3 separate regions of the Rattus norvegicus genome follow, and regions 1 and 3 are each linked to region 2. A link is a contact called in public Hi-C data. All regions are on one chromosome and are shown on one strand. Each heading gives the region's core, a stretch centred on a gene start, on an enhancer-like site or on the middle of the called end of the contact. The rest is flanking DNA. Distances are from core to core; before and after follow the strand shown.

The links. A called contact is a pair of places that touch in the nucleus more often than the background predicts.
Region 1: a contact with region 2 is called in a Hi-C map of frontal cortex, with 2.6 times the contacts expected there. The contact joins the enhancer-like site here to the promoter of Nrn1 in region 2. A contact is called at or near these places in 2 of 12 Hi-C or Micro-C datasets (frontal cortex and mammary epithelial cells).
Region 3: a Hi-C map of the Rat2 cell line shows a contact between it and region 2, with 6 times the contacts expected there. The contact joins the enhancer-like site here to the promoter of Nrn1 in region 2. A contact is called at or near these places in 5 of 12 Hi-C or Micro-C datasets (the A7r5 cell line, the Rat2 cell line, Schwann cells and 2 more).

What each region holds. Positions count from the first base shown.
Region 1 is chr17:29,038,545-29,042,532 of GRCr8, reverse strand. All of the region lies in intron 2 of Lyrm4 (LYR motif containing 4), which reads right to left. Among named protein-coding and RNA genes, the nearest start is that of Ppp1r3g, 43 kb to the left of the region's middle. Within about 2 kb of position 1,577, at least 14 of the 93 cell types and tissues checked have an H3K27ac peak or open chromatin away from gene starts, as enhancers often do.
Region 2 is chr17:28,333,211-28,337,634 of GRCr8, reverse strand. It overlaps Nrn1 (neuritin 1), which reads right to left and starts at 2,209. Exons shown (of 3, transcript NM_053346.2): 1 at 1,968-2,209. The coding sequence starts at 2,022. LOC120097730 (a long non-coding RNA gene) reads left to right here. Exons shown (of 3, transcript XR_010059462.1): 3 at 1-1,969.
Region 3 is chr17:27,724,148-27,728,263 of GRCr8, reverse strand. All of the region lies in intron 1 of Tpi1l2 (triosephosphate isomerase 1 like 2), which reads left to right. Among named protein-coding and RNA genes, the nearest start is that of Ly86, 33 kb to the right of the region's middle. Within about 2 kb of position 1,558, at least 26 of the 93 cell types and tissues checked have an H3K27ac peak or open chromatin away from gene starts, as enhancers often do.

The DNA.
Region 1 (3,988 bases), core at 328-2,827, 710 kb before region 2:
AAAACAAGCCTTGTAGACGGTTTTGCCAAGGACAGACTTGTGCCCTAAATGTCCCTCTCCCAGTGTGACTTAAACCTCCACAGAGACCCTAGTGTTAAGCCCCAAAGGCTCTATGACGCTGACCTTACACCCTGACAGCAGAAGTGTACTGCATGGCACTGGAAGTAATGTGACTTCTGCCTGGCCCGTTCTTGGAATTCCAGACCTGGGAAGCTGCCAGGCTACAGGGAGAGCCAGGCTTGTGTGTTGTGGCTGAAATCCTCAGCCTGTCCCTCAGCTGCCAGCCAGCATCAGTTACCTAACAAGTGAACATGAGGACCTGGGACCCAGCTTTCAGGTCTCTGGTCACCATGGAGTAACATGTTGTATTTGTATTCCAAGTCATGTTTGTATTTCTGACTTGCAGAAGTAGAGTGTGATATGAATGAAGATTCTCATTGCAATCCACCATCAGATAGATCATTTATTATACAGCAATGATGTGTACATGAGATCCCTGGGATGAGAGTCTACCTTACACCGTTATTTTAACCTCTACTATTCCTCCATTCCACACTTTCTTCTACTGTTGCTGGAGAAAATGAGAAGCCATGTTTCATTTTTTCTCCTTTAAATTTGAAAAATAACATCCTTTGTATCAAAAGATAGTGTTACATCTCTTTTGTACTACAGTCACACACAGATTTTAAGAGTCATTTTCTGTTTTACAAAGTCTTTATTCACTATAGAGTACCTAGGCATTTGCACCCCCAACCCTCATATGTCAGTCTGCACAGCAAGTGCCATCTTCTAACAGCACCCCTTGGATCCTGCTCTAGCGTGGCTTAACATGGTCTACTCGTTCTAGGGATTATTTTAGGTGTCTCCTGCTCATTATCTCAGGGCCCTGCAGGGAGCTGAGATGCTGCATGTTTCAGAGCAGCAAAGACCAGTGCGCTCCCACTTCATGTACAGGACGGCACTGGGGCGATGCTGGCTCACTTCAGGAGGCTCCAACGACATCTGTTAGTGACTTGCTCAAGTCTCCAGGGGCTCCACTGAAGGGGCCAGACTTGCACTTCTAGAAGACTCTTGGTGGCTGGCTGTCGGTAGGTTTTGCTGTGATGTTCAGGATTCTGATCTCATCGATGTAATTGGTGAGTGTAGGGAGGCGGAGTGTGACAACTGCAGGACCCATTTTAAGATACACCGAGTATATCTTTGCGATGCAGGCCGATGGGGCCTTGGTTTAGATGGCTCAGAAAAAGCACACCGAGAAACAAGGGAGGAAGGAGAAACTGCCTCTGTTGCCATTCTCTGTCTGTCACACTTCTAGAGTGCTAGGATGTCTCTCAGAAATTCTTAAAAAACAAGGCACTTGTACATTTTGGGGGCGGGAGGGGGGAATTTTGCCTCAGAAAATTCTGAATCTCAAAAACTATGCATAAGGTTATGAACTAGTAGAAATTTACCAACATAAAACAAACTTTTGGCCAGCAGATGGCAGTAAAGGACCTTGGAAGTGAGTCCAGCAGTGTGTTAGGAAATGCTGGCAGGTAGCTCTTAACAGCTATTGTATAAGTGATTTATGTATTTGGATTCTGCTCAATGTTATATATGCATTACTGAATAAAACATTCACAGTGTATTTTCTAGCAGCAGCTGAGCTCCAATTCCAAGGTTCTGAGGCCTAATTCCCAAGGCTCAAAGGAGTCCCTGACATCAAATTGCTTTTCTTCCCTGAAGAGCTGCTCCATACCCCAGAAAAAGAAATGCTTAGAGGCGGGGAGAGAGATTTGATGTGACCACATCCTCAGAGCAGCTTACCGAGTACGTGTGAGGAAAAGCAAATGCCTGTCAGGCAGTTTCCTTGAGGCTTAGTCGTCTGGGGCCTCCCCCATGCTGGCTGTCCCCCAATTTCATTCTCAACACACTGTCACACCCTGGCCTTGGGAAAGGCAATGCCTGACTCAGTTTCCACAAGGAAAAGTGGTTATTACTTTTTTTTTTTTTTTTAGACTCATGTCAAATAAACTTCTTCAGATTTTCTCCATCTTTTCCAGAGAACCCCAGCTACCCATAGCAGCAGGAGCTGGGAAATTGCTTCACTGTTCCCAACAACACTGAGTTAGGGCTATGCAAATGCAGAGGCCGGGATCTGGCCAAGTACTGGTGTGGAGCAGTCAGCCTGGTGCCTGGTAAGATGTGATTGTGTGGTGGTCACAAATGCTACAGCAGGCCACAAGCTCAATGGACAGGCTCCCAGAGAAGGAAAAATGTTGTATTTAGAACAAGAGGCAAAAAGTCAGGCTCTCTCTTCTTGCAGGGAGAGAGCATCTATGGATCAGGGGAAGATCAGGTACATCCCTGTGGGAAACACCAACATGCTATTTCAAACATCTGGCTAACTGATAGGCAAGAGTCTTGCATATATACAATGTCTGCACAAAGGAAAGACAATACAGTTATGGCTATCAGTGTTAACATCTGACATTTCCTGTAGGCCAGGTGAACCCCAGCCATTCTTAATGCTTCACTGAAGGGGCTTGTAGGACTGACTGTTCTACACAGTGCGTGCTGTTGGCCTCATTTCGTAGAAGAGGAAACTGAGGACCAGGGATGCCTTCATTTTCTATGGTTAATCCCTAGGAGTCAGAACTGAAATGGGTGAGAACTAAGACCCAGAGTCTTCCTAACTCCTGCCCCTGCTTTTCATCACTGTGACAGGGAGGGTGATAGCTGTGGTATTTCTCAGTGACAGCGAACACTATCTTGTCCACAGAGTTTTTAAAAAAGCTTCATCTACAGGAAAAGCAATAGGTGGGGGAAAAAAAATCACAGGAGAAATGGCTGAGAAGAAGCAGAAAATTCATTTCATACTAACATTCCTCATGCATACTAATAGGCAGTGCTATAGAGCGCCAGAAACTCACCAACGTCTTTAATAAATATTATTTATTAATAATCATAAGAATAAACAGGACTACCTCTGGTCTCATTTATCCCCATGGCTTCACAAATAATGCTCTCATGGTACTGACTGCTTGACCCGAGTTCCTTCTTGACCCCTAGCCCAGCGTGTACATGATCCTACCACCCACCTTTGTTTTCACCATCATCCCTTCTGCCAACTCTCAGAGCTCTTGCAGGTCTTCTACCTGGATATTATGCCTCATTATCAACTCCCTACAATTGCATTTTCCTGGTACAGCAATTTCTCTAACATATACATTTAGTATTATCGCTTTACTGCCTGAAATAGTTTGATTCTCTCTTACTGCATATGGTGTTTCCAACACTGTATTCTGTCCGCCTCTCTGGGCTGGAGCACAGGGTGTCTCACACACTCCTACACCACTGCTTGTTAGTTCCCACCCTCTTCAGTCCTAGAACAAATGCTGGACACTGCTGAGGCTGCCTTGATTATGTCCTGTCCTTAGGATTAGACTTTATTGAGAACACGGCCTGTGCTAGGTATAGTATTTATCACGCCAAAAATCCTCTAAAAGAGATACCGTGCTCTTCATTTTGATCAGTGCAAAGTGAGATGCTGAGGTCTTGTGCAGGGTGACAGAACCAGTAAGGGAGAGGCTGGATTCAAAATCAAGTGCATGCTTCACTCCTGCTTCCAGGCAATTCCTGCTGTATGTGCTGAACACAGGCTCCTGGACCACTTGTGATGGACCCATTCTGGTAGACGATGCTGTTGATGACCTGTTCTAGGCTGTTCTCTTTCTGTTTCCACTCTCCCCTCAAAGCGCTAGAATGTTCAAGTCTCCCATGTGTCCAGGGAAATCTAGTCTCCACATGGCCCTGTGCCATCAGTTTTGACTGATACAGAGTAGTTGCCTAGGGAATGGCTTGTGCACAGTTCTGCAACACAACTGCTAACAAAACTAGTGTAGAGGGCACTAGTGTTGGGACCCATAGAAAATCTTTACTTCCCTTTAGAGGACACAACCATGCTTTTAAAAACTACACATGATACATATGTATTGAAATGTCATAC
Region 2 (4,424 bases), core at 960-3,459:
GCAATTGTGGCTTCTAGAAATCAAGCTTGCACTGGAAAGCCGGAAGCAGTGCGCGGGACAGAGGTTGCAGGCATAAGCCTCTGAGCACATCGGTCGAGTTCCCGGTCCTTTCTGAACCTGGTTTCTGTAACCCCCAGGCAGGCAGCCGACCCGTCTCCTCTACATCCCTATCCAGTGCGGTTTTCATTTGCTCATTCATTTCTTGGATCTCTCTCATTCATTCCAAACTTCCTCATCCTCTACTTCCCCGCCCCTCCCCAACCCCCACGCTTCTTGCCAAATGTCAGTAATTTGGGAGAGCTTCCATCTATGAATTAATAAAGACTGAAGCTCTGATGCAAAAAAAAAAAGGGGGTAGACATTTGGGGGCACATACATTTTAATTCCACTATGAAAATGATGGTCATTTTTCAGGCCGAGGTTAATCAAATGAATCCCTCCTGCAAATCACTGTTTCACTATATTCTATTTTCACCCATTAGGAAACAGAGTCTCTAAACATCCTCCAGGTGAATCCCCTATCTTAAAACACTCGCTTTTTCTTAATCTGTGAACATTGGTCATCTAACTACAAAATGCCATGCTCACTCATTTCCAATACTTAAAGAATTTGCTGCCCTTGGGATCCATGTCCTATGATGGTTGCAGCTCTTTGAACTAATGTCAAAGGCACAAAACCACCAGATACAACGCATTAAGTCATTTCCTAAAATTAAAGGAAAAGCCAACATCCTGCTGCATGCTCCTTGCTTTGCAAGACCCCAGTTTCTGCAAAACAATAAACAAACAATCAAAAAAAATCCCCCAAATCAAATTCTCAAGATTATGTCAAATGCATATGGACCCCGATGGAAAGAATCAGTTTTAATGTTCCAGGAGCCCCAATTCCTCTACATTTCTTATGAAGAAAAAAATGTTAAGCATCCCCGTCTCCTGTCCCACACAAATTCCCTGAAGAGCCCCTGAAATTCTGCAAGGATTTGTCTGTAAAGAATGCTATATCCTGGCACGATAACAGCTTTCTCCATCTCCAGAATAACCACAGGAGAGTTTCTATTTTTTCCTTTTGTCCATTCTATTAATAAACTGCTTTACTTTCACTTTTCAGCTACGTTAATTAATGTTCCAATCCGGTATCAGACAAGCAAATTCACTAGTATTTAAAGCATTTGCATATTGGATGGAAAAAAAATATGAACTTTAAGAAAGCTTCCCAACAGTGTAGCTGAGACTCGACATTCCTTAACATAAAATGGGGGACTAAGTCAATCCATCCACAAACAGCCGCAAACAAAAATGACAAACACACGAAAAGACATATTGCAAACACGGTAAAGCCCTTTCCTGTATAAAAAGACTAGCGATGGTAATATGTAAAATCACAGACACACATGAGCCTGAAAAAGTATATCGGTGCATATTTGGTTGATTTATCCTTCTCAGAGTAGTCTGCGGTGCCGGGAGCAAACGCTGCAGCTCGGATATAGGGGGAGGGGCGGGGGAAGGACAAAGTTCTAAATGCTGCAGTTTGAGGGCAGCCTTGGAATATCTTCGCTTTCTGCATATAAACTTTTCAGCCCTCAGCTGCCTAGGCATCTTATTCTTGCCTTCACGTTCCGACCCCTCAAGATAGTATCTTGCAGTATAACATGGGACAAATGCTACGAGCGCTCAGATCCTGTTTCAACCCCGAAAAGAGAGAAAAAAAAATGGATGTGCGCTTTGGAGAAAAAGGGGAAAACCCCCCTTGGAAAATAGCTGGTCACACACTTCCCTGCAGAAGAAATTTCTTTCTTTAGGAAGACCCAACCAGGACTCCAGAGTCCCCAAGAGCTAATACCCGGATCCCGGGAGTCTGCAGGGTTTTCTGCAACCAGAGGCTGTTGCCGGCCAGCAAAGTCCCCTAAGGCGCCTCTGGGGCAGGCAATCTCCAGCCGCCTACCGAGCCTTACCGGGCGGCCACTTACCTATTTGCACCGCGAGGATCAGTGAAATATATCTGCCGTTCAACTTAAGTCCCATCCTACGTTTAGTCAAACCATTTGCGACCGCAGACCTTTAAATAGTTAGTTTAGAGAACGCGGGGGAAAGCTGAAAAATAGGCATTGCCAACAAGTTCCGGGAGCGACAGAGACTTTATGCACTGGGAAGGCAGAGGGAGGAGAGAAAGAGAGGGAGCGAGGAAGAGACAGAAAGAGAGCGAGAGAGTGAGAGGCTGTGGGGGGGGGGGAGCTGGGAATGGTTCACTCCATTAGGAGGGGGCGGAGGAAGTACAGCCTCACGCCCACGAACAGGCCTGACGTGGGGGATGACACGGATTGATTTTTTTTTTAATATAGACACCTTGGTAGAGAATCACCATTTATAGTCATAAGACTCTGGAATTAATCAGATATCTCCAATTAATGTGCGATCTCAATGAAATCTCGCCTCTCTGGGGTGACCTCTTCTCATCCCGGTGGCCACCCCCGCCTCCTCGTTCCAGGGGCCCCCAGCCCCGCCCCCTCCCTGCGCAGAATCGGGGCTCCCTCTCCTCTCCCCGCCCGGAGCCGGGGAGTCCTAGCGCGCCCACTCGATTGTTCAACCTGCTCCCTCCTTCACTGGCGCCACAACGAACCCAGACACTTCCCACCCTGCAGAGAGGTTTGAGAAGCTTCAGGCCGGAGTGGGAAGAAGGGAGAGACTCATCCGAGCCGAATCACCCCTCTCTCGCCCTCAGCTGTCTGCAGACTTGCCTACCCTCATTTTCTCCAGCCCTGCAGCTGAGCTCTAGGCGCAGCCTTGAGCGCGTGAGCACACAACCCGGTTCCCGGCACACGCACACACTCACAAAAGCGCACGCCCGGGAGCGGAGCCGAGCGCCCCCGAGCTCGCCCGCACACTGCACGCGAGCGCGCGTACACGCCCAGGTCCCGGGGGTTCGTTCTGCACACACAGGGCCCCAGAAATAGACTCCGCGTGCCCTCTTGTGAATCTCACTATTCGCAACGCTCACTCGCCCGAAGGGCCTCTATACAAGGAACAGAGACACCTATTTGGGGGTGGGGGTGTGGAAAGGCAATTGGGCAAGAAGTCTAGGCTAAGGCAAATTTCGGATTCTTGTGATTTACAAACTCTTAGCGCTTTAGGAAATTTTCAAGGCAAGCTGTGGTGTGCAAGCTCCTTTCTGGGAGTCTCCTGGGGTCATTTGTAGGGTCGCACTCAAATGTCCACACACGCACCCACGTCCATCACGAACACACACACACACACACACACACACACACCCAGATCCACACACACCTGCGCTGTTTTTTGAATGACCCAGCACACACTGCAGAAAGAAATATCTCTTCAGCTGTGTTTGTGCAAGGTCCTGTGGTAGGTCATGAAAGATGGAAAAATAATCAGGGCTACTTCTTAAATGAAATTAAGTTTTTCTCCCCCTCCTTTTTCTGCAATGCACCACACCCTCTTCACCAGCCTGAATTCTAGCGACTTTAGTCAAATGTTGAAGGCCTCACTGGCCAGATGTATTACTTAAGACAATGAAGAGATAAGCGAAAAGGAGAAAATAAAAGAACCCTTTATATTTTACAAGACTTCAGGGCCACCACGTAAGGCTATCAAGTTAGTGGCAGAAATGAAAGGGGATTAGGGAGGTGGGGGCTCCGTTTAATTTGCCTTCCGAAGCCCCTGCACTGGGAACCACACACAGCCATCTGTGCACGCGGACTGAGAAAGGGAGAAAAGGGTGCAAAACTGGGGTCAGATGACAGGCGGTGGAGGGAGGAACTGAGGAGGACCTCGGGGGCCTTGCTGCCCCGAGAAGCTGGGAAAGCGCGCACCGAGGGGACCCAAGCCCGAAGCTCTGCAGAACCGCAGAACCCGAGGCTGGCCGCCTGGTCTGTAGGGGCGGAGCCACATCTCAGCCCCGGTGACGCCAGGGTAGGTGGGCGGGGCAGCGGGGGCGCACTTTCCCGGTGTCCAGGGGCCCAGTGGCAGCTCCAGGAGTTTCCTGCCCCAGTGTTCCTTGGGCTCGCAGAAAAGCAGAAAAGGTGGGCGGGTGGAGGTGGGGCGAGAACGGGTGGCGAGTGGGGGGCGTCCCTCGGACCCTCCCCCAACGCCCTCCAATGGTAGAGAAGGGGCTGGCTAGGGGCGGGACCTCAAGGTTGGAAGCCCTTCCCAGTACTCGCTTGTCCCTTCAGGGTTCCACGCACAGGACACGGGTTTCCCCTCTAACACCCCCGTCCGTGGCTCTGAGCTGAGTCCTCCTGAGCCTGAGTACCAGGGGATTTACATTTCGTGCCCTCAACGTCCTTGCCTCCCTCCTGTTCACTCATCGGGCCCTCTAGGACCTTTTCTGTGGGTGCCCTGGGATCTTCCCAATTACATCCTTTTTCACTCAGAACCAGGGGCTTTAGGGCTTGTGTGAGAAGGCCGCA
Region 3 (4,116 bases), core at 309-2,808, 610 kb after region 2:
ACCCCAGGCACAGCCACTGAGGAAAAAAGGTTGGTAAGGGGATGAGTATGGGTGAGGATACTCTGGGGGGCGGGAGGAGGCGGGGAGAGGGTGCAGAGGAGGATGCTGGGAGTGCTGGATCTCACAACTTCCTTCCCACCAGCTGTTTCACTTCCGCATTGGGAGGCGAACTGAGAAACCTCTTCAGGTACCTTGAGATGTTTTCACCTTTTCCTTTCTTCAGGCAGAGTCATATACCACTCAGCCAGATCCGAAACTCTGCCTTTAACCACACATAGCTGGGATCTGCCTAGAACACTGCCTTTAAGGCCTTGTTCCCCACCCTCCACCTTCTAGATGTGGGCATTTCAGTCAGGAGCCACTATGCCCTGCTCCACTTTAAGATTAAGGGAATTTTCCTGCTATGATCTCTATTTGTCAGTGTTTATTGAATGACTGTGCTCACAAAAAATAAAAAGAATACATGGTCTCAATGAAATGAAGTCTGCACAGGAAAAAACTAAGGAAAAAGTATAAGGAAATATAGCAAAATTGTAACTCTGGGTGAATATTTTTAATTATTTCACCCAAATTTAGGAATATGTGCATTACCTTTAAAAAAAACCTGTATTTCTAGATCATCTCCATACATAACAGTATGCATAGTATATTTAAGTGTGTGTTTTTAACTTAGTTATGCAAAAACAATCCATGTAATAAAAAGATCTGGTACAGCCCTCCCTCTTTCCCCCACTCCCCTCCCCCCACACCCACTCAGGAACAAAAAGCCCCTCAGTGTTCTTATCTGATAGTGATTTCCCCTGATATATCTGTACCAAATTTTTATAAAAGAAGGGCTTAAGAAAAAAAGACCAGCTTCCGATCTGCGATAGGCCTACTCATGTGTTGGGTAGATCTAGGAACGCACACACCTTGCACCCCTGTGCCTCTGTTCCCCTCCAGAACTCAAAGTTAGACCCCGCCCTCATTCTTCCTCTTCCTGTGCCCAGGTGTTGGACTCCTTTCCTTTCAACTTATCCTTTCCCCACGTCTCTCCCTGCACCCGGGTCTCACTAATACACAGCCCAACTAACCTGGCCCTTGGCCCACATTGGACTGTTTCCTGTCCATTTTGTTAGCCTATCCCGGCAGAGGCCTGCAAGTTCCTGGAGGTCAGGGTGTGAGCATCTTTGTGCTCCTTTTCCAGGCAGAGCCCAGGCAGGTAGGTTGTCTACACATGCTATTAAACTTAAACTAGATAGGCGCTTTTCCTCACCCTGCCTTCTTCCCCACTTGCCCAAGGCTTCGAAATCAAACAAAGCCAAAAGGACCAGGAAACGCCCTGGAGGAGGAGGGGACCTGGGACCCGAGTCTCCTGTCTATCAGTAATTAGAGAGGTGGGGGAGGGGCTGTCCTTGGCACAGACAGGTCCTTAATGGCTGCTGCCCCAGAAACTGCCTTCAGATCGACAGCCAAGGGAATCGCGATGAAAAATTCATCAGCTTCTTTCTTTCCGCGGCCCAGCTGCGCCTAGTGGATGACCTCGGCGGGGGCAAGCCCGCTGTGAGTCACACCGTCTGGCCGCTTCGAGGGGGCCCAGCGCAGGCCAGCAGGGAGCACTGCACCGCTGGGCTGTGTGCATGAACCATGAACACATCCCTATGAGGCATAGACGGGACCACCGAGGTTTGGCTGCTGGGGACCAAAGACAATCCTTCTCCGACCTTTTGGTACAAGCTACTGGGAGCCAGCCAGAGGGTCACTCTGTAAACAGGCGCCTGCGTCCACCTTACCCATGTATTAAAGTATGTACACACTGCCCTACACAAGGCAGGACCTGTTTTCGAAGCAATACCAATTAGGTGGGCACCTGGGATCCCCTGTAATTGTAAAAATTCTAACCCTGACGACTGGTCCTCCTAAGTAGGCCTTACTTTCATGCCACCACCTCCAACCTTTCCTGGCCCCAAGCTCCCTCCTGAAGTTCTGGATGGGGTAGAACTCCAGGAGCCAACGCTACAGAACTGGGGTGGCCAGGGAGGATGACAGGAACCAGAGTTGGGGAAATGCCACTAAGTCGCAGGTTTCTGGAGGCCTCTCCAGCCCCTGCCATCTGGGCACTGCACAGACAGACGCTGCGTGGGTCCCTGGAGCTTGCCACCTCCGCGCCACACTGCCAGCCCTGCCTCTGCGGCTGCAGGAAAGCTCCACGTCCGAGATTGCTGGACTGTGGGTGGGGGGTGGGGAGCGGGAAGCGGGACTAAGCGCGGGAGGGGGTGCGCTCCTGGACTCTGCATTTTAAAGTTGTTTTCTTGCAATCAAACTTTAATAAGCACAAATGTCTGGCCTGCGGACCATACAATGTGGTGAGATGCCATGTTGGCCTCTTTGGAATCCGCAGCGTTTTTTGTGCTGTTCTGCGGGGGAATCAAATGTGGTGATTAGGAAAGTTTTATATTCAGGTCAGGCTTCCCCAGGACTAGAGAATGGGCTAGATCTTAGGCCAACATCGCCATCTGGTGGTAAAATCGAGGGACTCGAGCAGGTGTAGGGAGACCAGAAGGAATGATGTCATGGTCTGCAATGTTTTCTTGAGGGGAGGGATGCTGGCTGGCTACGGAACTAGTATTGCCTGATGCATTATTCCTCGGGTTTTGAGTTTTGCTGTATTCACGAGTGAATCACCAAGTAAGCAAGGGTTCTTCCTAGAACTAATACCTTCTGTTTCGCCCCGTTGCAGAATTAATTGAATTTAAACCTAAAAGAGCCAATGACTTTGACAGCCTTGAAGCAGGACTCCTTATATGATCTAAGTTGGTCACTTGACAGCCCCTCCCGAGGTGTTTCTCCCTCCGGAACTCAACTGCAGAATTATTCGTGTGTTCAGAGTGTGCTTACATTCTTCTAAGTTTCCATTCCTTCAAGCCTGAGGAACAGACTTCACACTACCTCTAAATATAGGGATCCATCCTCAGTAGCATCTCCCTGGCTACCTTAGTCAGTCCTCTTTTCTTTCCTTCACCAGGTCTGGATAGAAAGGCCAGCTCCCAGCTCCTTTGTGCTTCTGTCCTCAGTGTCCCTCTACCCTTTGCCCCTCTAGCCAACATCTGGCTGCAAGCACCTTTCTGCCTTTCCCTGCATCCCACCCAAGTCTAAGAAGAAAAGGTGGCCTGTGGTCGCTGAAGGGGCTGGCTGCACATCTTAAGATTCAGGTGAGTCCGCAATGCAGCTTAATTGTGAGCCAGTGTTGATTCCTGCACTGCAGATCTTCTCGGTTGTCTTCTCCTCTTTGGCTTTTTGTCTGTACAATACTTGGCTATTTCAGAAGCAAACCCTCCCACTTTCCAGACACTCTCGCTTCCTCAGTGTTGGCTCTTCTACCTTAAAGTAGTTGTGTCATCGTCTAGTCTTTTTATTCTCTTTTACTTCTGAGGAGGAGAAAAACAAACAAACCTTTTTATCTTTTCCAAACTCAGTGCATCTGCTTTTACCTGCAATGTAGAACTACTGACTGCAAGTAAACGGGGTGGGGGAGAAGAAGCCCCTAAGAAAATGTACAAAAGAACTTCTCTGAAGAATGAATAAAAATGCTGAATGCATTCACACACACACACACACACACACACACACACACACACACATATATATATGTATATATATATTTGAAAGGGAATAGTCAGAAGATTGAAAAACACAAAAAAATTTAAATGCTAGTAACAAGGAAAGATTGAAAAACAACATTTCACATAAGCTTCCCAGAAAATGCAACAAAAAGGCAAAAAGATGGCCAATTTTTAACCAAGAAAAGAGAAAAACAGTATCAGCTCCACAACTTGAGGAGATCGAGGTAAAATGGTACTGATCAAATGGGGTCCTTTATCTTTTTTTTTTTTTTTAGCCAAAACATTCTTGAAATTTATTCAACAAAAATTGTATTAAAACCATTGAAGACATAACAGAAACTTTGAGTGGTCACTAGAAGACATAGGCCCTGCCCACACACGGGCCTTCTGCTATCTCAAGAGATCACTGACTGCAATGTAGAGTACTCTGCCTTATACAATACCCAGTCCAGGCACAGGAAATTGGTGGGAGCATAGCATCCAGTTGCCCTCTTTAACACATACCTCACGCCTT